Linked DNA regions of Mus musculus: regions 2, 3 and 4 are each linked to region 1. Evidence: chromatin contacts called from public HiChIP or PLAC-seq data. All regions are on one chromosome and are shown on one strand. The core of a region is the stretch at or near the end of the contact, and the rest is flanking DNA. Distances in the headings are between cores, read along the strand shown.

Evidence for each region. HiChIP or PLAC-seq counts read pairs in DNA pulled down with a chosen protein or histone mark.
Region 2: a contact with region 1 is called in an HNF4G HiChIP or PLAC-seq map of pancreatic cancer cells. The contact joins two enhancer-like sites. A contact is called at or near these places in 1 of 39 promoter capture datasets (liver), 3 of 484 Hi-C or Micro-C datasets (the AML12 cell line, the G1E-ER4 cell line and Sertoli cells) and 4 of 115 datasets of contacts at active chromatin or transcription factors (bone marrow-derived macrophages, embryonic stem cells, kidney and 1 more).
Region 3: a contact with region 1 is called in an H3K27ac HiChIP or PLAC-seq map of large pre-B cells, with 2.7 times the contacts expected there. The contact joins two enhancer-like sites. A contact is called at or near these places in 2 of 39 promoter capture datasets (the 3T3-L1 cell line and the C10 cell line), 20 of 484 Hi-C or Micro-C datasets (B cells, the C10 cell line, DN3 thymocytes and 11 more), 4 of 115 datasets of contacts at active chromatin or transcription factors (DN3 thymocytes, T-cell acute lymphoblastic leukemia, embryonic stem cells and 1 more) and 1 of 9 other capture datasets (adipose tissue).
Region 4: a contact with region 1 is called in an H3K4me3 HiChIP or PLAC-seq map of the 230-238 cell line, with 48 read pairs. The contact joins the promoter of Myl10 here to the enhancer-like site in region 1. A contact is called at or near these places in 3 of 39 promoter capture datasets (the 3T3-L1 cell line, the C10 cell line and pre-B cells), 1 of 15 datasets of contacts at CTCF or cohesin (large pre-B cells), 23 of 484 Hi-C or Micro-C datasets (B cells, CD8 T cells, DN3 thymocytes and 14 more), 5 of 115 datasets of contacts at active chromatin or transcription factors (the 230-238 cell line, CD8 T cells, DN3 thymocytes and 2 more) and 2 of 9 other capture datasets (adipose tissue and pancreatic islet).

Annotation. Positions count from the first base shown.
Region 1 is chr5:136,620,581-136,625,525 of GRCm38.p6, forward strand. No RefSeq gene overlaps it. Among named protein-coding and RNA genes, the nearest start is that of Gm38722, 9.3 kb to the right of the region's middle. Within about 2 kb of position 2,676, at least 141 of the 459 cell types and tissues checked have an H3K27ac peak or open chromatin away from gene starts, as enhancers often do. A contact at or near this core is called in the 230-238 cell line, CD8 T cells, DN3 thymocytes and 11 more, where this site is marked.
Region 2 is chr5:136,497,843-136,502,787 of GRCm38.p6, forward strand. All of the region lies in intron 1 of Cux1 (cut-like homeobox 1), which reads right to left. Among named protein-coding and RNA genes, the nearest start is that of Cux1, 67 kb to the right of the region's middle. Within about 2 kb of position 2,874, at least 101 of the 459 cell types and tissues checked have an H3K27ac peak or open chromatin away from gene starts, as enhancers often do. A contact at or near this core is called in bone marrow-derived macrophages and pancreatic cancer cells, where this site is marked.
Region 3 is chr5:136,707,964-136,712,908 of GRCm38.p6, forward strand. No RefSeq gene overlaps it. Among named protein-coding and RNA genes, the nearest start is that of Myl10, 17 kb to the left of the region's middle. Within about 2 kb of position 2,953, at least 15 of the 459 cell types and tissues checked have an H3K27ac peak or open chromatin away from gene starts, as enhancers often do.
Region 4 is chr5:136,691,158-136,696,102 of GRCm38.p6, forward strand. It overlaps Myl10 (myosin, light chain 10, regulatory), which reads left to right and starts at 2,519. Exons shown (of 6, transcript NM_001303021.1): 1 at 2,519-2,567; 2 at 3,078-3,153; 3 at 4,198-4,302. The coding sequence starts at 3,090.

The DNA.
Region 1 (4,945 bases), core at 1,426-3,925:
GCTGGTTGTAGCAAGCGTTTTATCCACTGAGCCATCCCCCTTCACTTTTATTCACTGATCGATTATTCGTTTTGTTTTGTTTTGTTTTGAGACAGGGTTTCTCTGTGTAGCCTTAGCTGTCCAGGGACTCACAGCGATCCTCCTGACTCTGCCTCCAGGATACTGTGCAGACTCCATGACTCTGCAGCCCTGGGAACAAGCTGCCGGAGAGGAGAGCTTACGCAAGCTAGCTCCATGTTAGGAATAAGAGGAGGGAGCACACCTAGCTCTCCCTGAAACTCCAGGTAAAAGACAGGGACCACCCCAATGCTATATATAATTGAGTGTGAGTCTAGAGAAGACCTGAACTAGCTGTGCTGATGGGAAGGCTTCCTGGAGGAGGCGTTTGTTCAGGGCTCCTGAGTATGTGACAAGGCCCAGGAACATTTAAAAGCCACGCATTACCGGGCAGTGGTGGTGCACATCTGTAATCCCAGCACTTGGGAGGCAGAGGCAGGTGGATTCCTAAGTTCGAGGCCAGCCTGGTCTACAGAGTAAGTTCTAGGACAGCTAGGTTATACAGAGAAACCCTATCTCTGTATAGAAACCCTGTCTCGAACACACCCCCCCCCCCAAGCCTGGCATTATAGTGGGCATCTGAAATGATTCCAGGAAGGCTCAGGAGGATTGCCATAAGTTCTGGGCTAAGCTACATAGCAAGTCCCTGTCTCAAAATATTTTGGAAAAAGAAACCAAAAGAAAAGCAAAAAAATGACAAAATCCTAAACCATAGAACTTTTTTTTTTTTTAAACTCAGGGTCTCATGTAGCCCAGGGTACCTTCAACCCCACTATGAGTGTCCACTGAGGGTGACACTGGAGTCCAGAGCCTCCTGCCTCCACCTTCCCCAGCGCTGACACAGAACCCCAGGGCCTTGTGCTTATCAGACAAGCACTCACTCAGCCACATCCTCACCCCCTGCCAGGTGTTTCTTTGGTGACTTTATTCCCCCTACCCAAGGTGGGAGCAATGGCTCAAGAGATTAGGGGGGTCTCTGAGAAGACCTGGAGAGAGCAAACTTCAGCCAGTGCCCTGCTTCCTCTGAGTACCCCACACTACCCTGTAGAACTGTTTAATCTTTCAGTTTTCCCCCCATTAAGTCCCTGCTGCTGGCTATGGACTTAATAAATTCCACCCCATTTACTTACAAACTTACAATTCATTTAGGCTTAGCAGAACTTTCTGGACTGTCTAGGCAATGCAACCAAGCTGAGGTTGAGACATTTTTTCCTTTCAGCACAGGGCTCTCTTCCCCTTCAAACATACATGCAAAGGGCTGGTGGGATGGTTCAGTGGGTAAAGGAGCTTGCCACCAAACCTGCCGACTCAAGTTTAATCCCAGGAACCCACGTGGTTGAAGGAAAGAACTGACTCCTAGAGTTTGTCCTCTGACCTCCACAGGCCGGCTTTGGCATAAGCTTTCCCTACCCCTACTCCCTTAAAGTGATCTTTTCTTTTCTCTTCTTTTCTTTTCTTTCTCTTTTGTTTTTGTTTGTTTTGCTTGTTTGTTTGTTTGTTTTTAAACCCTCAAAATGAACAAATAAATTTTAAGAACCCTCTAACCAGAAAAGAAACAACAACAGCAAAACAGTAATAAACCCAGGAGCATGATCTTCTGGTACACACATGTAACTGACAGGCTGACAGGGGTCAGCCTGGGCTTCAGAGTGAACCTTGCCTTAAACAGACCAGATACACAGTCTTGAGGGGAGATAGGAGTTCTACTGGATGGTCCCACTCTCATCTCGGGAGCTTGGACCTATCCAGCCCCACCTTGGTGGTCTTGTTTTCTGCCACGTGTTTAGAGGAGCCTTTTTTTTTTTTTTTTTTTTTTTTTTTTTTTTTTTTTTTGAGACAGGGTTTCTCTGTATTGCCCTGGCTGTCCTGGGACTCACTTTGTAGACCAGACTGGCCTCAAACTCAGAAATCCACCTGCCTCTGCCTCCTGAGTGCTAGGATTAAAGGCGTGTGCCACCATGCCGGGCCGAGGAGCCTTTTTTATTAAGGAAGCTTTCATCCAGGCCGACCTTGATCCTTTGCAGAGGCCATGGGAGCTAAGGAAAGTTAGGGAGCAAGAGAAGCTTTTTCTCTTGTGGGAAAGCCTTGTCATCTTTCCAGGTGAGGATGGTAGCCCCGATTTTCTCATGAACCGGCATCCCCAAAGGCAGGGATCATTCTGGATTGCTTTTGGGAGTCAACTCATTGCTCAGGACTTGGGAATGCCGTAGGTCCTCAATCAATACTCCAAGGGTTGGATTCCGCAGAACCATGTGCCTGCGGCACCCATCCAGCTAAGATAGTCACAACCTCGGAGTAGGCTTAGGGAGAGGTGGCCTGGCTTCAGGAGGGTATTGGGTGCAAAGAAAAGCATCGTGGGGGGCCGTTTGGGGTCCTCCCGGGGCGCTTAACCTTGGCTTTCTCTGCTGGCTGGGTTGTGGCTCCTTACTCCAGGGCCTCGGGCTGCGCGCCAGAGAAGAGGAGGAGGCGTCTACCGTCTGCACCCATCACCTGAGCTGTACCGGGCGGGGAGGATAACAATTATTGGGAGAGGTTGAAAAAAAAATCATTATCAAATAACTACAGCTTGCAAAAGTTGGAGGGTGGAAAGGAAAATGCGGTCCGGATCGCTGCAGGATCGCGCGGCTGCTGGAGCTGCGCCGCGCAGCGCCGCGGTAGCCGATCTGGAAGGAGAAACATCTGCAAGGCATTTGTGCGAGGCTCACCTTTGAGACCTCGCGGTTGGAAGGAGGCGCTGAGTTCGCGCAAAAGGAAAATCGCTCCAAGGTTTTCTTAGGGGGACCCTGACTGGCGCGGGCTGAGGAGGCTAGGGAGTTGGGGAAGAGCGCCCCCTGTCAGGCGCACGAAGAGCCTTGATGACCCGAAAGGAAAGCTACCACCTTAGCCTCAGTTTCCCAATCTTTCTCTCTTTACCCCTCCTCCTTCCCCTCACCCTCATGTAGCCCAGGCTTTTTATGTAGCTGAGGCTGGCCTTGAACACTTCACCTTCCTTCTTCAGTCTCCCAAGTGCTGGGATTGCAAGTCTGCCTTCTAAGATACATTTTCAGCAGTATATGAATGGGAGTTAACGTTAAATTCACCAATCCGTTCATGTGACGAATTACGATGTCACTTTAAAAAAATCTTTAAAAGATAGCATGTCCAAGGAAAAAGGGGGAAACTTTTTTCCTGATAAAACAGAAGTGGCTTTTCGGAAATGTTTTTCCTTTTGGCAGCTTCATAAGACACTGTGATCAGCCAACGCCTTACTACCCTTTCCTCTGCAACAGCCTGCTTTCCCGTTCCCCCTCTCTCCTACCTTCATGCCCCTCTCTTATACCCCCACCCCGTAAGCAGTCACAGCCAGGTGTTCATGACACCAAGAGTCATTGACAGCCCACCACATGCTTCACCCCCATTCTGCTCCTCCCTTCCCTCTTTCCAGATGTTCCCTGGGCCTTGGAATGGTGACACAACGTGCTGGGTGGGACCGGGCATTCAGCAGCCACCTGTTCTCACCCCTTGGACCAGCTGAGTTCCCCCCCCCCCCAAGCACTGCCCATTCAAGAAGCCCTTCTCTGGTCAAAGCTGAGGGCTTCCTTAGTCTGTGTGTGTCCCCCCAAAACAAGGTTTCTCTGTGTAGCCCTGGCTGTTCTGGAACTCACTCTGTAGACTAGGCTGTCCTTGAACTCAGAGCTCTGCCTGACTCTGCCTCCCGAGTGCTAGGACTAAAGGTGTCTGCCACCACCGCTCAGCTTAGTCTATGGGTACAAGCACTGTTTCGAAAGCAGTTTAGGATTATGGAGATGGCTCAGTTACTAAAGGCACTTTCTGCTACACGTGAAGACCTGGGTTGGCTCTCCAGGACCCACAGGAGAGAGGAGAGAACCAACTTCTTCAGGTTGTCCTCTGGCTGTCAAAACTTGTGCCATGGGTGTCCTCACATACAAAATAAGTAAATAAATGCAATAAAAAAAATTAAGAATAGAAGGCAGCTTATGAGGTCACTTGACAGGTCACCAGGAGTTCCCTGTAGGGCCTGACCTTTCCAGGCTCAGACATTTCCCCAGTTCTGCTTGACAAGCCTTCCTTCCATCCCTTGGGGCAGATCTCCTCACATCCAATCCTAAAGACAGAATCTTATTTGTAGCTGAGGCTGGCCTTGAACCATCCATATCCTTTTGTCTCTCTGCCTCTTGAGTGCTAGGATCACAGGGAGGTACCGCTGTGTCCAATATATTCTTCTTCCCTCCCTCCCTCCTTCTTCCCTCCCTCCCTCCCTCCTTCTTCCCTCCCTTCCTCTGTCTTAGAAGGTCTCCTGTAGCCCAAGCTGGCCTCAAACTCACTACAAGGCCAAGGATGCCCTTGAACTCCTGATCCTCATGCCTCCACCTAAAACCAGGATCATAGGCATGCAGCCTTGCACTCTGTTTTGAGTAGCCAAAAAGTTCCTTGGAGGCTCAGCTGGTGGAGTGCGTGCCTACCACTCAGAAGCCCTTGGCTCCATCCAGCTCTGCCTAAACCAGGAATGGTGGTGTATGACCGTATTCAGGAGGTAGAGACAAGAGCTGAATCAGAAGTTCAAGGCCGTTCTTCAACACATAGAAAGTTTGAGACAAGCCTGGACTACACAAGACCCCGTGCCCTCCTGTCTCCCCTACCTCCCCTTTAAAGAGCCTAAGTTTCTAATTCAGGGACCAGGGCAAGCCTTTCAGCCTGCTGATCCAGCTGAACCAGGGTGGCCGACAAGGAGCCTCACAGCAGCTCACTGCCGGTTCTTGCAGTCAGAGGAGAGTCTAGCAGAGCCAATTTCCAATGACTGAAATAATCCTCGTTTGGACGAGCAAGGTTGTTGTTGGCTCTGTATGTGCCTTTGGTCACTTCCTGTCCAGTCTGAGGAGATAAGAGG
Region 2 (4,945 bases), core at 1,624-4,123, 120 kb before region 1:
CAGGATCTGAGCAGGCTGTATTTCCTTATTCTTCAAGCAGCTGAGCACTTGGGAGCTGGTTCTTTCTCACACAGCCCCACGCTCTTAGAATAAAAAGTGTACATGTATATGTGTGCGGGGACACAAGTGTGCTCAGACTGTGGATGCCTTCACTGTAGTTCCTAAGGAGCTGTCCACCTTGGTTTTTAGACAGGGTTTCTCAGTAGCTAGAATTCCTCTAGGAGGCTAGGGTGGCTGGCCAGTGAGCCCCAGAGATCTACCTGTTCCTCCCTAGCCCTAGGATAACAAGTACATGACACCATGCCCAGCTTCTTTAAAAACAAAACAAAAAATGGATTATGGGGGTTGAACTCAGGTCCTGAAGCTTTTTCTAAGTAAGCAACCAGGTGTCTTGAGCTCAAGGCAGCCCAGGCTCCATCCTAGAGCTAGTTCCTCCTAGGATAAGATTTGGGCATTTTCCTAAAGGCCTCTAAGCTTCAGTTTTCTCTCCTGTAAAAATGCATAACTGACTAGACCTCCCAGAGTGGCTAGGAAACTCTCCCCAACCTTTTCTCTAATGTGCGCGTGCGCGCGCACACACACACACACACACACACACACACACACACACACACGGCCAACCCTTTCATGATGGTGCATATTTGTCATCCTAGCACTTGGGAAACTGAGAGGCAGGGGGATCAAAGCAAGTCCAAGGCCAGCCTAGGCTACAATACTAAGTGCTAAGTACTCGGGTCTACACAAAGAGCAAAAAGTCTTGTTTCCAAAAACAAACCACTATGATGAGTGTAATCCTAGACCTCAGGAGACTGAGGCAGGAGGGTCATCAGTTCTAGCCCAGGCCACCAGGGATACACAGCAAGATCCTCTCTCCCCAGCCAAAAAGGAGGCAGGGGAACTGTGACCCCATGACCATCCTGGACTATAACACCAGAAACTAGGAGAGAGGTGTGGAGTTAAAGCTCTGTAGCTAAGCACTTGCTGCATGCGCCCAAGGCCCTGGGCTTGCTCTCCAGCACTGCAAAAAAAAGCAAAATGAGAAAAAATCTAAACACTCCAAAGAGTTGCAGGAGAGTTGGGTGCTTAAGAGACGGGATTGTGAAAGTTAAGAGCCATCGCAGTTACAGGTGAAGTGCTAATAACTTCATTTTGAAACTGTTGGGTTGGATGTGTGTGTGTGTGTTTTTTTTAAATCACAGCTGTGCCTTGCACCACAACCCTACCTGTAGCTGTGTTCCCTTCTCACATTTTAATTAGCAAATAAAAGCTCTGAAAGGCTCTCAAGATGTTTCTGCCTGGAGTTATAAGTCAAAGTGAAAAAGACACTAAGCTGTTCCCCGGAAAAGCCAAACTCAGAGCAGACATCTATCAACTGCTTGCCTGAGTTCATGGGGAACTTGGATTTAGTTCAGGACTGCCACCTCTGAACCAGCTGAGCCATCCTTGACTTTACTTTTGTGGTTAATTTTTGAGATTTTCAGGGCCTGGTGCCTAAAGCAGAGTAGTTTTAAGGGCCATTTTAATTCACAGTGAGAATGGCCTCCAGCCCTCTTCAAACCTGGAAGTGCTGCTACCTATCTACTCACACTAGTCCCTAGGACAGGAACTCTATTTATCCGCTGTACCCCAGCTTGTCCAAAAGTTGGCGGGTCCCCTAGCTACAGTCACACAAAGCTAGCTAATGAGTCACTGCTACTGTCTGGAGTTGCCTAAAGGATGGAGACAGACAATTAACAAGCACAATTACCACAAACTCTTGCTGCCACATAGTGTGTGTGAGGAGGAGGGGGGCTATTCTGATACTAATTCAGTCATAGCCAGTCCTGTTCCCATCAGAAGTGACCCCACATCCTAGGTGTCTCTTCTGTACCCCCATCACCAATCAAAACTCCTTGGGGCAGGAAATTACACTCACTGCAATTTGTTCCTTGGGTTATGGCTATGGCTTGGTTGGTAGAGTGTTCCCATGAAACCCTGAGTGCATTCCCAGGACTTCATAAACCAGGTGTGGTCATGCATTCCCAAAATCACCACACTGGGGAAGTGGAGACAGAAGGATCAGGAGTTAAGACATCCTGAGCATGGTGAGTTGGAAGCCATCTTGGGCTACATGAGACCCTGCCTCAGAAGAAATAAAGGAACAAACCACAAAAAGACTTTCAGGAGAAGGTGACTGCAGACTTGTTCCCAGCAGACCCCATTCCTAAGCGCTCTGTCTGCTAGCAGGTTTCTCCAGAGCTCCCTGTGCGGCTGCATAGCACTTACAGCATGCACTTGCCAACAGCAATATCATGGTCTGTGTGGTGGGAAGGTCTGAACTGGGGTGTCTAATGGGATTGGGATAAGTCTGTCTTAACCCTACAAACAGGAAGAGGCCGTTGCTGTCTCAGAGGCAGCTGCATCAAGGTTACAGAGATGTATGGACATGAAAGGGGACTGCATGAATTCAGAGCATCACTCTGGAGGAACAGCCTTGGGTCCATGACGCGGGGAGCCTACTTTCCTCCCTCCTGGCTCAGGAGCAGATTTATTTATAGACTGGGCTCCTAGCAGGGAATGTAAAGAAAGGAAATAGAGGTCCTCAAAACTGCCCTGGCCCTCAGGGCACTCACAAGGCCTACACGGCTTGGACCTCTTCCAGGAAGAGCAGGTATCAGGACCAGCTGTGAGTATGGACAGAGGGCTTCCCCTGCAAGCAGAGTCGGAGAAAGTGCTTCCTGCCAAGGATCAGGAAGATACAAAGGTAGCAAAGGAAGCAGGGAGGCTACATGCAGCCCCAAGAACAGGAAAGAGGGAAGATTCCAGAAGGCAGGGGGAATAAAAATAGCTGCTGTCAGTTTACTGAGTCATCTTTTATGTCCCTTGTGGTTTTTAATCCCCGTGACAACCTAACACAGTGCTCTCTGCCTGCTGTACTGTCAGGCACCCTGACATTCACAGGTACAGCCAGCTGGCCAGACGCAGCCCAGCAGGACCTCACCAGCAGAGAGGCCACCACTTCCACAGAGCTTGGCCCCAAATTGCAGGGCCCTCCTATTTTAAAGTCCGGGGGCTGTATCTGTCCTGTGATGAGGTCTGTCTTTGTGTCCCCAGCTTTCTCTCTGGGTTTCCCTACTAGTCCCTCCCACCAGGGGGACTGCCAGAGCCAGGTCTGCTTTTTGTTTGTTTGTTTGTTTGTTTGTTTGTTTCAAATGTAGAAAATACTCCAATTTATTCACGAAAACATTAGAATTATTTATCACGATTCACTCATCCATACCCATCTTCCCTGGTCTGCTTTAAACAGGGTAAAGCACCATCTTCACTAGTGAGCTCCTAGGTCACAGTTGCTGAGAAAGGGAGGGGGAAACACACCTGTGACCACAAAGCTTGGAAAGCAGAGGCAGGAGGATTGTGAATCCATGATCAACTGGGGTTACATTGAGAGACCTTGTCTGAAGAAACAACCAATAAAGAGCTAGCTATGATGGAGCACACCTGTGATCCCAGCTCTTTGGAGGTGGCGGCAAATGGGCCAAGAGTTTAAGTCAGCTTCAGGTACACTGAGTTCAAAGCCTACCTAGGCTACATAAGACCATGTTTCAAAAACAAACAAGAATGGTTTAAGAGATAAAATAAAACAAACAAACAAACAAACAAGAAAACCCACAAGAATAGAGGGAAGAAAGCTGCAGCTCAACAATGAGCCCACAGGGTGGGGGAGGCTGGGGGGGGGGGGAGGCTAGAAGGGAATGGGATGTATACTTTTAACTGTGTGTGTGTGTGTGCATGGATGTGCACATGTGCAAGGCACTGAGGGTTTATTATTCTATTACTTACCACCCTGTCATTTATTGACTTATTTTTAAGTTATTACTTTGTGTGTGTGCATGTGTGTGAGCATACACAGGACACGCATACACAGGACACATGTGTGCATGTGTGTGAGCATACACAGGACACATGTGTGCATGTGTGTGAGCACACACAGGACACGCATAAGAAAGTCAGAAGACCTGGAAGGCTTGGGTTCTGCCTTTCCATCACTTGAGCCCCAGAGACGGAACTCAGATCATCCAGCTTGGCATTAAGTACCTTTACTGCTGAAATATCTTGCAAGCCTTCCATGTGGCTTTTTGAAAGGCGCTCTCTCTCTCTCTCCCTCTCTCTCTCTCCCTCTCTCTCTCTCTCTCTCTCTCTCTCTCTCTCTCTCTCTCTCTCTCTCTGAATGGGTAAGTGGCTCCCTAGTTTCAGCTCCCAGGTGCTATAATCCTGCAGGCACAAGCTTCCACGCCCAGCATTTGCCATGGGTGCTGGGGATCCAAACACTCAGCTCTCCGTGCTTCCGTTTTAAGGACTTTACTACCTGAGCCGCCTCCCCAGCCCTCCATCTTGATGAGCAGGCAGCAGCCGAAGTACAACTCACAGTGGCATCAGGCGAAGACCCAAGCACAGTCTCTAAATCAGAATCTTGAACCAGCTTCAGGGAATGCAGTTAATACAGGAAGTGACCCCCAGACGAACAAATAGGATACAGTGAAATGGAATTATGAGCCTGGCAGTGAACAGTGGTGGGAACTTCCCATCCCTGTGGCTGCCAGCTTTCGTTCTGGTCCCCTCCTTGCCTTAAATGTTCCTGGGGCTCCCAGAGCCAGTCAGCAGCTGACCTGTCAAATCTGACTTCTGGAATAAAAATGAAAAGGCCAAGTGGCAGCCGTAACATGGAATTTCCTTGTTTTTATTAGTTTAAGGCTCTTAAAGAGTAACTTTTACATTGGGGAAAACGTCTCAAATATGTACTACTTGAAACGCAGCTCTGGTTACCTCTCACATGTTTCCAATCACTCCCCTTGCCAAGTCTACTAGTTATCAAAACACATTTGTGGTTTGGGGAGTTGGGGGCTGCTCTCCCCCACTCAGAGTGCATCTGCTTTTCCTGCTGTGACCTCATCCCCTGGATCCCTGA
Region 3 (4,945 bases), core at 1,703-4,202, 88 kb after region 1:
GACCAAGCTAGCCTTGAATTTAGAGATCCCCCTGCCTCTGCCCTCCCCGGTGCTGGGATTAAAGGTGTGCACCATCACCACCCCACTTCTCAGTTTCATCTATTGCTGTGATAATAAAAAGATCTGACAAGAGCAACTTAGAAGAGTTTATGTCAGTTCATGGTCCCAGAGTTACAATCCATCCTATGGGGACATCACAGGGGCAGGAACACCGGAGACAGCTGGTCACATCACATCCACAGTCAGGAGCGGGGGGTGGGGCTGGGGTGTGGGGGAATGGGGTGGGGGGATGAATGCGCATGCGCGTAGTGCTCAGCCCGCTTTCGCTTTCTCTACTCTCAGTCCAGGCCTCAAATGGTGCTGTCCGCTTTTAAGCTGGGTCTTCCCACATCAATTAACACTGTCAAGATAATCTCCCACAAACATGCCCACAGGTCCATCCGAATGAGACAGTTCCTCGCTGAGACGCTCTTCCCAGGTGACTCTGGGACGTGACAAGCTGATAATTAAAACTAACCTGCACAATGGACATGGGAGGAAGTAACCTGTTTGGATCCAGATCTGTCCCTAGTGGAGCTCAGGGTCCTGAACAGCTCTTCTCTCTGTGATGGCTGGCTTCCTGTGTGGCAAGTGAATTGTCAGGGTCCTTTCGGCCGCTTCTACTGTCTAAGCCCTGTCCTGCTTCTCACGCTACTGTGGGTGGGAAGGTAGAGGACATACAATGGGAACCAGGAGCTCGGGACAATTCTCATCCGCACCCCACCCCCAAGCAGTGGGGGAGTCTGCATCCTGGAGTCTAGCCTGATTCAGCTTGGTGATATTCCACCTCTCTTGGAAGTCATGTCCGCGCCACCCCACCTTCCCCAGCTCAGCAGCTTCTTCTTACTGGAGCCTTAAAAGGGTTCCGGGAACAAAATACCTCTAAGGATCCACTTCCAGTGGCCTACTTCCTCCAGTATAAGCCCCGCCTCCTCCAATGCTTCCCCCCCCCCCCCCCCCACCAAGTAGCACCACCACCTGGGGATGTAGGCTTTAGCTCTCGGCCTGTGGAAGGGATTCCGTGTTCCAACTAAGGCTTGCCCGAGGCACCCTGCTGTGCGAGGCCTTCAGCTTGTCTTCCTGCTCACAGGGTGCTGTCCTGCTGCCTTCTTGCTGGTGTGGTCACGGTGGGAAAGGTGTAGTGATGCAGAGCAGTTGACATCAGAGTGGACAAAAAGACGCATCAGAAAGTATAATTGGTGGACAGGAAGCAGCAAGAGGCTGTCTGAGAGTGACATATGTTCAGAAAGCAAAGACTGCATCTGTCAGTAGCCCATGGTGTGGCTTTTTTTTTTTTTTTTTTTTTTTCGGGACAGAGATGTGACTCTTATATGCAGAGTCCCAAGGGTAGAGGAGATAGAGAACTGCTTATAGCTGGAAGAGAAGGAAACCAGCCTAGGTACTGGTGAGCAAGGCTGTCAGGGAGCCAGTAGCCAGCCTGTCATTGCTGCAGCTGCTCAAGAGGTAGGAGTGGGAGAAGGATTAAGCGAGGCTCCCAGAATCAGAAGACAGGATCTGGGGCCTCCAGTCAGTGCTGAATGGTCATGTGAACGGGGTTAGGAGTCTTCAAGGCCCCAGGAGTGTATATGAGGGCATTGACTCCCCAGAGGGGACAGATAGGAGCTTATACTCCAGTCTGCAAAGGTGGTGACAGAGGCCACTGATATGCACAGAGAGATGCCAGCCCTTGCCCTGTAAGGACTGGAAACACTAGAGGTTGCTAGCCTTTCCTCAAGGGTGGAGCTGTGGAGCCATCCCAAGAGGGCAGAGGGAATTGGTCGCTTGGCTGTCTGGGTTCCTTGTGTGTGTGTGTGTGTGTGTGTGTGTGAGAGAGAGAGAGAGAGAGAGAGAGAGAGAGAGAGAGAGAGAGAGAGATATGTTCTTGTGGAGAGCATGTGATGTGTGTGCACTGTGCCTGCATATGTGTACACATGACTGTGGAGGCCAGAGGTCAACCTTGGGTATCATTTCATAGGCACTGCTGATCTTACTTGTTTGAGACAGGGTCTCATGCTAGGACCTAGGGCTCATTGATTAAGGTAGGCTGGGTGGCCAGTGGGCTACAGGGACCCTGCCCCTATCTCTACTTCTTTAGTACTGGGATTCTACACACGCAACACCACATCCAGTTTTTTGGGGGGAGGTTGTTTTTGTTTTTGCTTTTTAATGTGAGTTCTGGGGAGTGAACCTGTGTCTTCATGCTTGTAAAACAAGCGCCTTACTGACTAAGCCATCTCCTCAGCTCCTTAGGTGCCCTCTCTTATGGGTCAGTATGGGTTCCTGATAGCCTCCAGCAGTTTCTGGACTAAGGAGTTTTGGTAGATTCTAGCTGTTCTCTTTAGGTCTCAGGGGTGCTGGCAGCCATTAAGGGACAAAATGCAGGTACACATTAGTCTAGAAGCAAAGTTCCTCTGACATTAGCTCTCAGTGGACACATTCTGGGGTGGAATCTAATGCCACCATGAAGTTTGTTGTTGTTGTTGTTGTTGCTGTTGTTGTTATTTTGTTTTATTTTTACATTTATTGTTTATCCACCTCATATGTGTCTGTATGCCCACACATATGTCATGGTATGTCTGTGGAGATCAAAGGACAAGTCAGATCTAGCCTTCCACCGTGTGTGTCCCCAGGGATCAAACTTAGAGTATCCAGTTTGGCAGAAAGCACATTTACCTGCAAAGCCATCTTGCCAGCCCCTCACCAGTGAGTTTTGCCAGAACTGACTGATTACCTCTGCGCCCCCCCCCAAAGGGAACAGGTTGGGTGTACCCATACTGCCCCATAAGCACCCAAGTATTTGTTCAGAGAACAGAATGTCAGCCAAGCCCAGGAACCCGAGACTTGTAACTATGTCCTCAATACTGGGTCATCAAAGGCTTCTAGGGGCCACTTGTCTGGTTTCCATGACATCATGGACCTTAAAGTGGCTCTCCCTATCCATGTGCCATGCATGAATGGGCCTCTTGTTCTCCCTAAAGCCATTATCGTCAGTGCTGGATCCCTGCCAGGGGCCAGGTGGGTCCTGGAGTGACTCAGGATGGGCGCCAAACATGTTCACGAGTCACAGCTGATGTTTCTGCAGCAGCAGTCTTAGCTGGCAGGTCTGTGGAGTGGATGCCACATTGTAGAGATCCAAGCTGTGAGCTACAGTGGGCACCTGGGGAGCTGGGTTGCCAACTCCTGCAAGGCACTGGATCTGCTTGTCTGCTGCTGGGCACTGACATCTGCCCTGGAGACTCAGAGGCATAGAAGGCCAGTGTAAGGTGAATAAGTTATTGGTCAGGTAAAGAGGGAGTGGGGCAAGAAGAGGAGCCCCGGGGCAATAGCCAGTACACTCCTCTGCAGAAGTTGGGGAGATCTGAGGTGTAGAGGTGGAGAGGAAGGCAGAATCGCAAGATGTATCCCAGGCTGGCCTTGAACTCACATTCCTCCTGCCTAAGCCTACTGAGTTCTGGGAGTTACAGGCCTGTGTCCTCACACTTGGTTTATTTCTGGCCATTTAAGCCTGATGACTTATACAAAAGCCAACAAGATGGCAACTGTTTGGAAGACTCCTATGACTCATTTTTTTTTTTAAGTAAATGAATCCTTAAAAAAAAAAAAAGTCCTTGGCTAAGGATGCTGCTCAGTTGGTGGGGGGTTTGCTTAGCAGGCAGGGATGCCTGGATTCCATCAGCACTGATGAGGTGGAGGTGAGAGAGTCAGGAATGCAGAGCCGGGGAGTTCAGAACCAGCGTGGCATACGGGAGACACATCTCTCTCTTTATATCAGGGCTGGAGAGATGCAGCATGTGGTGAGGAAGGGCTGCTTCTCCTGTAGGAGACTCGAGTTAAGTTCCCAGAAGCTCCGTCTAGTGACTCACAATCACCTGTAACTCTAGCTGCAGGTGTGTGTGTGTGTGTGTGTGTGTGTGTATGTGTGTGTATGTGTGTGTGTATGTGTGTGTATGTGTGTGTATGTGTGTGTATATGTGTGTATGTATGTGTGTGTATGTGTGTGTGTGCATGTGTGTGTATGTGTGTGTATGTGTGTGTATGTGTGTGTATATGTGTGTGTGTATGTGTGTGTATGTGTGTGTATATGTGTGTATGTATGTGTGTGTATGTGTGTGTATGTGTATGTGTGTGTGCATGTGTGTGTATGTGTGTGTGCATGTGTGTGTGCATGTGTGTGTGTATGTGTGTGTATGTGTGTGTATGTGTGTGTGCATGTGTGTGTGTGCATGTGTGTGTATGTGTGTGTGTGTGTATGTGTGTGTATGTGTGTGTGTGTATGTGTGTGTCCAGATTCCTCTTCTGGCCTCCCTGGGTCTGCATACATGTGGTATATAACACACACACACACACACACACACACACACTAAAAATAAATAAACACTTTCTTTTTTTTCAAGACAGGGTCTCACTGTCTTGGAACTTGCTTTGCAGACCAGGCTGGCCTCAAATTCAGAGATCCTCCTGCCTCTGCCTCTGTAAGTGCTGGGATTAGAGGTGTGAGCTGCTATGCCCAGCCTTTTTTTTTTTTTTTGTAAAGAAGAGTTAAGGCTCCAGACTCAGGTAGGTGGGAATCATACCGTGCACTGTGCACAGACTACAAGCCGGAAGCTTGAATGCAAACACAAGCAGAACTCGATGCTTCTCTGCACTTCAAATTTTCCTTATGGCGCAAATGCTTCCTCTCTGAGCTCTGGCCAAGATAACCAACCATAACAGCAGCCATTGTCAGTTCTGAATGCTTGGCCTGAGTCTTGGGGCAGAGTGGATGGGAAGCCAGCACTTGGCATTCTGGACTCTCCCATGTTCTTGTCTGTGAGATACCCATAGACACAGACACACACACAAACACACACATAAACATACAGACACACAAACACACTCACACACATATATACATACAGAGACACAC
Region 4 (4,945 bases), core at 1,269-3,768, 70 kb after region 1:
TGAGACAGGGTCTTTCACTGAACCTGGCGTTGACCTAGCAGAACAAACCTCATCTATGCCCATCTCTACCTCCCCTAGCGTTAGAGTTACAGTTGGGGGGCAAATGCACCTGGATTTTTATGGGAGTTCTGAGAATTTGAAGTAAGGTCTTCCTGTTTCTTCAGGAAGCTCTCTTACCCACTAACCCAGTCTCCCCAGTCACGAGATCTGCCTTTCTTACCACAAGAGCCAGGGTGAAAATTCAGGTCAGGGTGACCCCCTTCTTTCTTGGACTGTTTCCTGCAGAATAAAGCTTATCTTTCAAAGGTGTAGTATGGACTTGAACTTCCAAGCCAGATAAAAGGTGCCCTTCCTGCTTTGCAGGGCTCTTAGCCTCCAGGAGGGCCTGTGGCCAGGTGGACCTGAAAGACCAGGGTGGAAAACATGTGTGTGTGTGTGTGTGTGTGTGTGTGTGTGTGTGTATAGGGGGGCAGTGATACAGCCCTGAGAACTAGTGGAATATCCTGCTGACGGAAGTGATAATTTTTTATTAATCAGAGGAAAATGTATATGTAATTACGAGAGATGAACTCCACAGGGGAGTTCTTTTCTTTATGATATCTGAAGGGATTTATAAATATTTCCTAGGCTTAGAGCATCCCCTGTGTGGCCTCTTTGCCAGCCACCCCCCTCTTTCAAAGGATTACTCAAGACTAGCACCCAGTAAAAGCTAATTATAAGTCGCTGGGTTGTTGCTCCTGACATGGGCCCAGGGGCCCTGGGGAAAGGGAGAGTGGGGTGGGAGTGGGGAGACCACACAGGTGCTAGAGTAAGTGTGAGCAAAGCTAGGGAAACCCCAGCTAGGGGGACTAGGCAATGGCTGCTGTCTGGCAGGGACCCCAGGCCCAGACTTTTGCTCCTTTCTGACATTAAGAGTCACTTTTAAGGATCTGGGCAGAGCTGTGTTGGTAACATGCTTGCTCTGTGAACATAATGTCCTGAGTTTGATTCTCCAGAACTCAGGTGGAGAAAAGGTGGGTGTGGTGTCACGTGCTTGGAATCCCAGTGCTGAGGAAATACCAACCCAGAGGACACAGAGATGGTGGGTCATGGAGGCGTGCTATCCAGCCTAGTAGAATAGGTAAGCTCTGTCCAGTAAGAGATCTTGTCTCAATACTGTAACTAAAAAATGGCCCAGCCAGTAAAAGATGCTTGCTGCCAAGTCTAATGACCTGAATTCAATATTCAGTCTCTCTGATCCCTCACATGATGAAAGGAGACAACCAACACCTGAAATCTGTCGTCTAACTTACACACGGACACACGGACACACGGACACACACACACACTATGGGCCAGATATTAGGGATAATAGGCAGCTCAAAGAGAGATTTGGGGTGGGGAAAGAACCCACATGAGTGGACAGGGAGCTCTGAGATCCTGTCTAGAAACAAGTACTGCAGGGGCTGAGAGAGTATGCTAGGAATATTCTGGAAGCTTTTAGCAGCTGGACAACAAGACTAGGTCTCATCAGAGTGGATGGTGACTGGTGGGAGATCCGGAAGCCTCACACAAGGGCTGAGGCTAGAAAAGAGCCCATCTGACCCCACCTGCACCAGGGGCCTGGGCAGGGTGGGCCACTGAGTCATGAGTAGCTGCCCCACCCCCACCCTGCGCAGTGGACCCTCTGCAGATGTCTCTCCTGAACTGAGAAAAGCAAGTGTTGGTTACTTCTCTCTAGCTGTGGGGAAAAAATAAATACCAAAGCAAGGTAAATTTGTTCTGGCTTAGTGTTCAAGGATACAGCCCAGCTTCCGGTGGGGTTATCTGCATCCGCAGTCAGAAAGCAGAGAAGGCAGGAACTCAGCTCTCTCTCTCTTTTTTATTCAGTTCAGGACCCCAGCCCATGGGATGATGCCACCTACTCTTAGGGTGGTTCTTCCCACCTCAGTTAACTAATCTAGAAACTTGCTTGCAGCGGTGCCCAGAGGTTTGTCTCCATGGTGGCTCTAGGTCTTGTCCAGTTGACACTTGTGAAACTCTGTACAGGGCTTTCAGCCGGCTGCTATTTGTATGGGGAAGACGGGCAGAGCTCCCTGGACCACGGTGTTCAGGGACCCGTGGCTGGCACTGGTGACTTCGGACCTCTGAAAGAGACAACAGCTACAGGTTTTATCTCTTGTGCCTAGGCACCCAGAAGAGCCCGCAAGAGAGTAGAAGGCACAGCCAGCTCCAATGTCTTTTCGATGTTCGATCAGTCCCAGATTCAGGAGTTTAAAGAGGTTGGTTGGTGGCCCTGGTGACCCTGGGGACCCTGGGAGTCTATATTAGTTAGATTTCTTGTTGCTGCAACAAAGTGCCTGACAAAAGCGATTTAAGGAAGGAAGGAGTCCCTAATTCTGGCTCACAGTTCTACAGTCTGTGAGGGTTGGGGAAGGCATAGGGGCAGGAACATGAGCTGGTTACACACACACACACCGGCAGCCAGGGGCAGGAAGTCAAGAGAGGTGAAAGCCAGCGCTCAGCTCATGTCTCCGTTTCATTCAGTCAAAAACCCAGCCCGTGGGATAGTGCCGCCCTCACTTAAGGTAGGTTTTCCCACCTCACTCCAGTCTAGAAACCCCCTCACAGACGTACCCAGAGAGGTTTCCATGATGATTCTAAATCTAACCAAATGAACAATAATAAAGATGGACCATCACAGGAGGATTATTCAAGGAGCCCACCGTGACTGCTCACACTGTCATCATTCAAAGTTCTTATGGCTGCCTTTGTGGCTCTATTCTCTAGCCAAGCCTGTACTCTCTGTGTGACCCATGGAAATGCTTTTCCCTTTCTGAGTCTCAATTTCCATCTCCAAGACTCAAAGTCTCTTTTTGAGCCCCTGTTTCTGTCTGTGAGCCAAAGCTCTCAGGATAGAGGTTCAGAGAGGGTTCCCAGGATGCAGTGCGCATGAGACTAAATTGGAGACCTGGGCGCTTACAGGCTCCAGGTTGAGGTTTCTATGGCTGCAGACAGCCAAGGACACTCTGGGGAGAAGGGCAGGAACCTGTTGGTCTGGGTGGGCCCTGGCGGTTCAGAGCCAATGTCTCCATCAGGCCTTCACTATCATGGACCAGAACCGCGATGGCTTCATTGACAAGGAGGACCTGAGGGACACCTTTGCTGCACTGGGTGAGTAAAGCATCAGCTGGCAGAAGCTTGGCGCTTAGGGTAGAGCTAAGGATTGCGGTGGGAAGAGGGGCAGACCAAGGCAGCCACAGTGAGGGGCTTGAGAACTGGGAAGCCCAGGGAGGGAAAAGTTTCCAATGTGACAAGAGGACTTGGTGGCTAGGGAAAGACAGTTTAAGGTTTGTTTGTTTGTTTGTTTTGATGTTGTGCAAAGGCCCTGGGGTAGTGAGAGGTCAAAGAGGTACTGTAGCACATGCCTGTAATCCCAGCACTCTCATACCGGGGCAGGCGGATTTCTGACTCAGTGTCTGCCTATATTACATGACAAAATGCTGTCTCAAAAGTTGGGTTTGGAGAAGCAAGGGTGGTTGAACGAAGGTACCGATGTGGATTGAGTTTTGAATTTCTGGGATCCTGAGTGTCTACTGGGACCTTGCAGCATCCCAGGAATGCATGAGACCTGGGGCTCCCTATGCAGCTGCTGCCTCCTCCTCCTCCTCCTCCTCCTCCTCCTCCTCCTCCTCCTCCCCTCCCTTTCTCCTCCTCTTTCTTCTTCTTCTTCTTCTTCTTCTTCTTCTTCTTCTTCTTCTTCTTCTTCTTCTTCTTCTTCTTCTTCTTCTTCTTCTTCTTCTTTTCCTCCTCCTCCTCCTCCTCCTCCTCCTCCTCCTCTTCTTCCTCTTCCTCTCCTCCTCCTCCTCTCCTTCCCCTCCTCCTCCCCTCCCTCCCTCCTTCCCTCCCTCCCTCCCTCCCTTTTGCTTTTGCTTGTTTGTTTTTGTTTCACTTTTTAACCTGTGAGAGGGAGATCCAGAGAGTCATGCTCTGCTTTCCAGGAAGCCCGAGAGGGGGAGGGGAAGGTGGGGGAAGGGTGGACCGCTAACGGGTAGACTCTAGTGTCTTCACCAAGTCTCCCTAATGGACACACAGGGACACAGGGCCAGATGGAGACAAGTTGGCCCATAGAAGCAGGAGAGACCGCAGGACTCTCCCTGGCTTCTTACAGGCCTTGTCCCTCCAGGCCCCTCACACCCTCCCTCTCCCCCTCTCCAGGTCGCATAAATGTCAAGAACGAGGAATTGGAAGCCATGGTGAAGGAGGCTCCGGGGCCCATCAACTTCACAGTCTTCCTGACCATGTTTGGGGAGAAACTCAAGGGTGAGCGAGGTTCTCCGGGGCCTAGGGGAGCACTGGGAATAGGAAGGAGATAACTCACCTGCTTGGCCCTCATGTTTGCGTAACCGCAGATGTAGATATGCTTGGGTTCCCAGGCACTGTCCTCTGCTGCGTACACTGTCCTGGACCCTGCATGCACAGTGTGGATCACCATAAAGCCTCCCCCTTGTAATTCCACTGTCAGAATAACACCCACCCACCCCTTCTACTCCCAGTTCCCCTTCCTACCTTCCCTCCTTCTCCCTGCCAGCCCTGCCTCTCTGGTCTCTGCTGATGGTGAGGGCGAGGCAGAGGGGTGCTAAAAGGGAATGGGGTTTCTGAGATCAACTGTGGCTGATCCCATTGCTAGAGGGGTTTGCTTACCTTGTCCTGTTGTGGAGTCACTGTGGTTCCCAGGGAAAGGACCAGGGAGCTCATTTCAGGGATGAAGAGTCAGGAGGCGCAATGAGTTCATGATACTTGCCTCAGGGATCCCCAAAAAGAACACTTGAATAGATCCAGTTCTAACTTTCCACACTCCTGAGACATAGCCTCAGGCCTGGGCCTTGAAGAAGGGCTATCTCTCTTCCTTCTCTCCTTCCCCCTGAGAGCTCCCCTTTAAGCACATCCTTGAACCTGAGGGTTC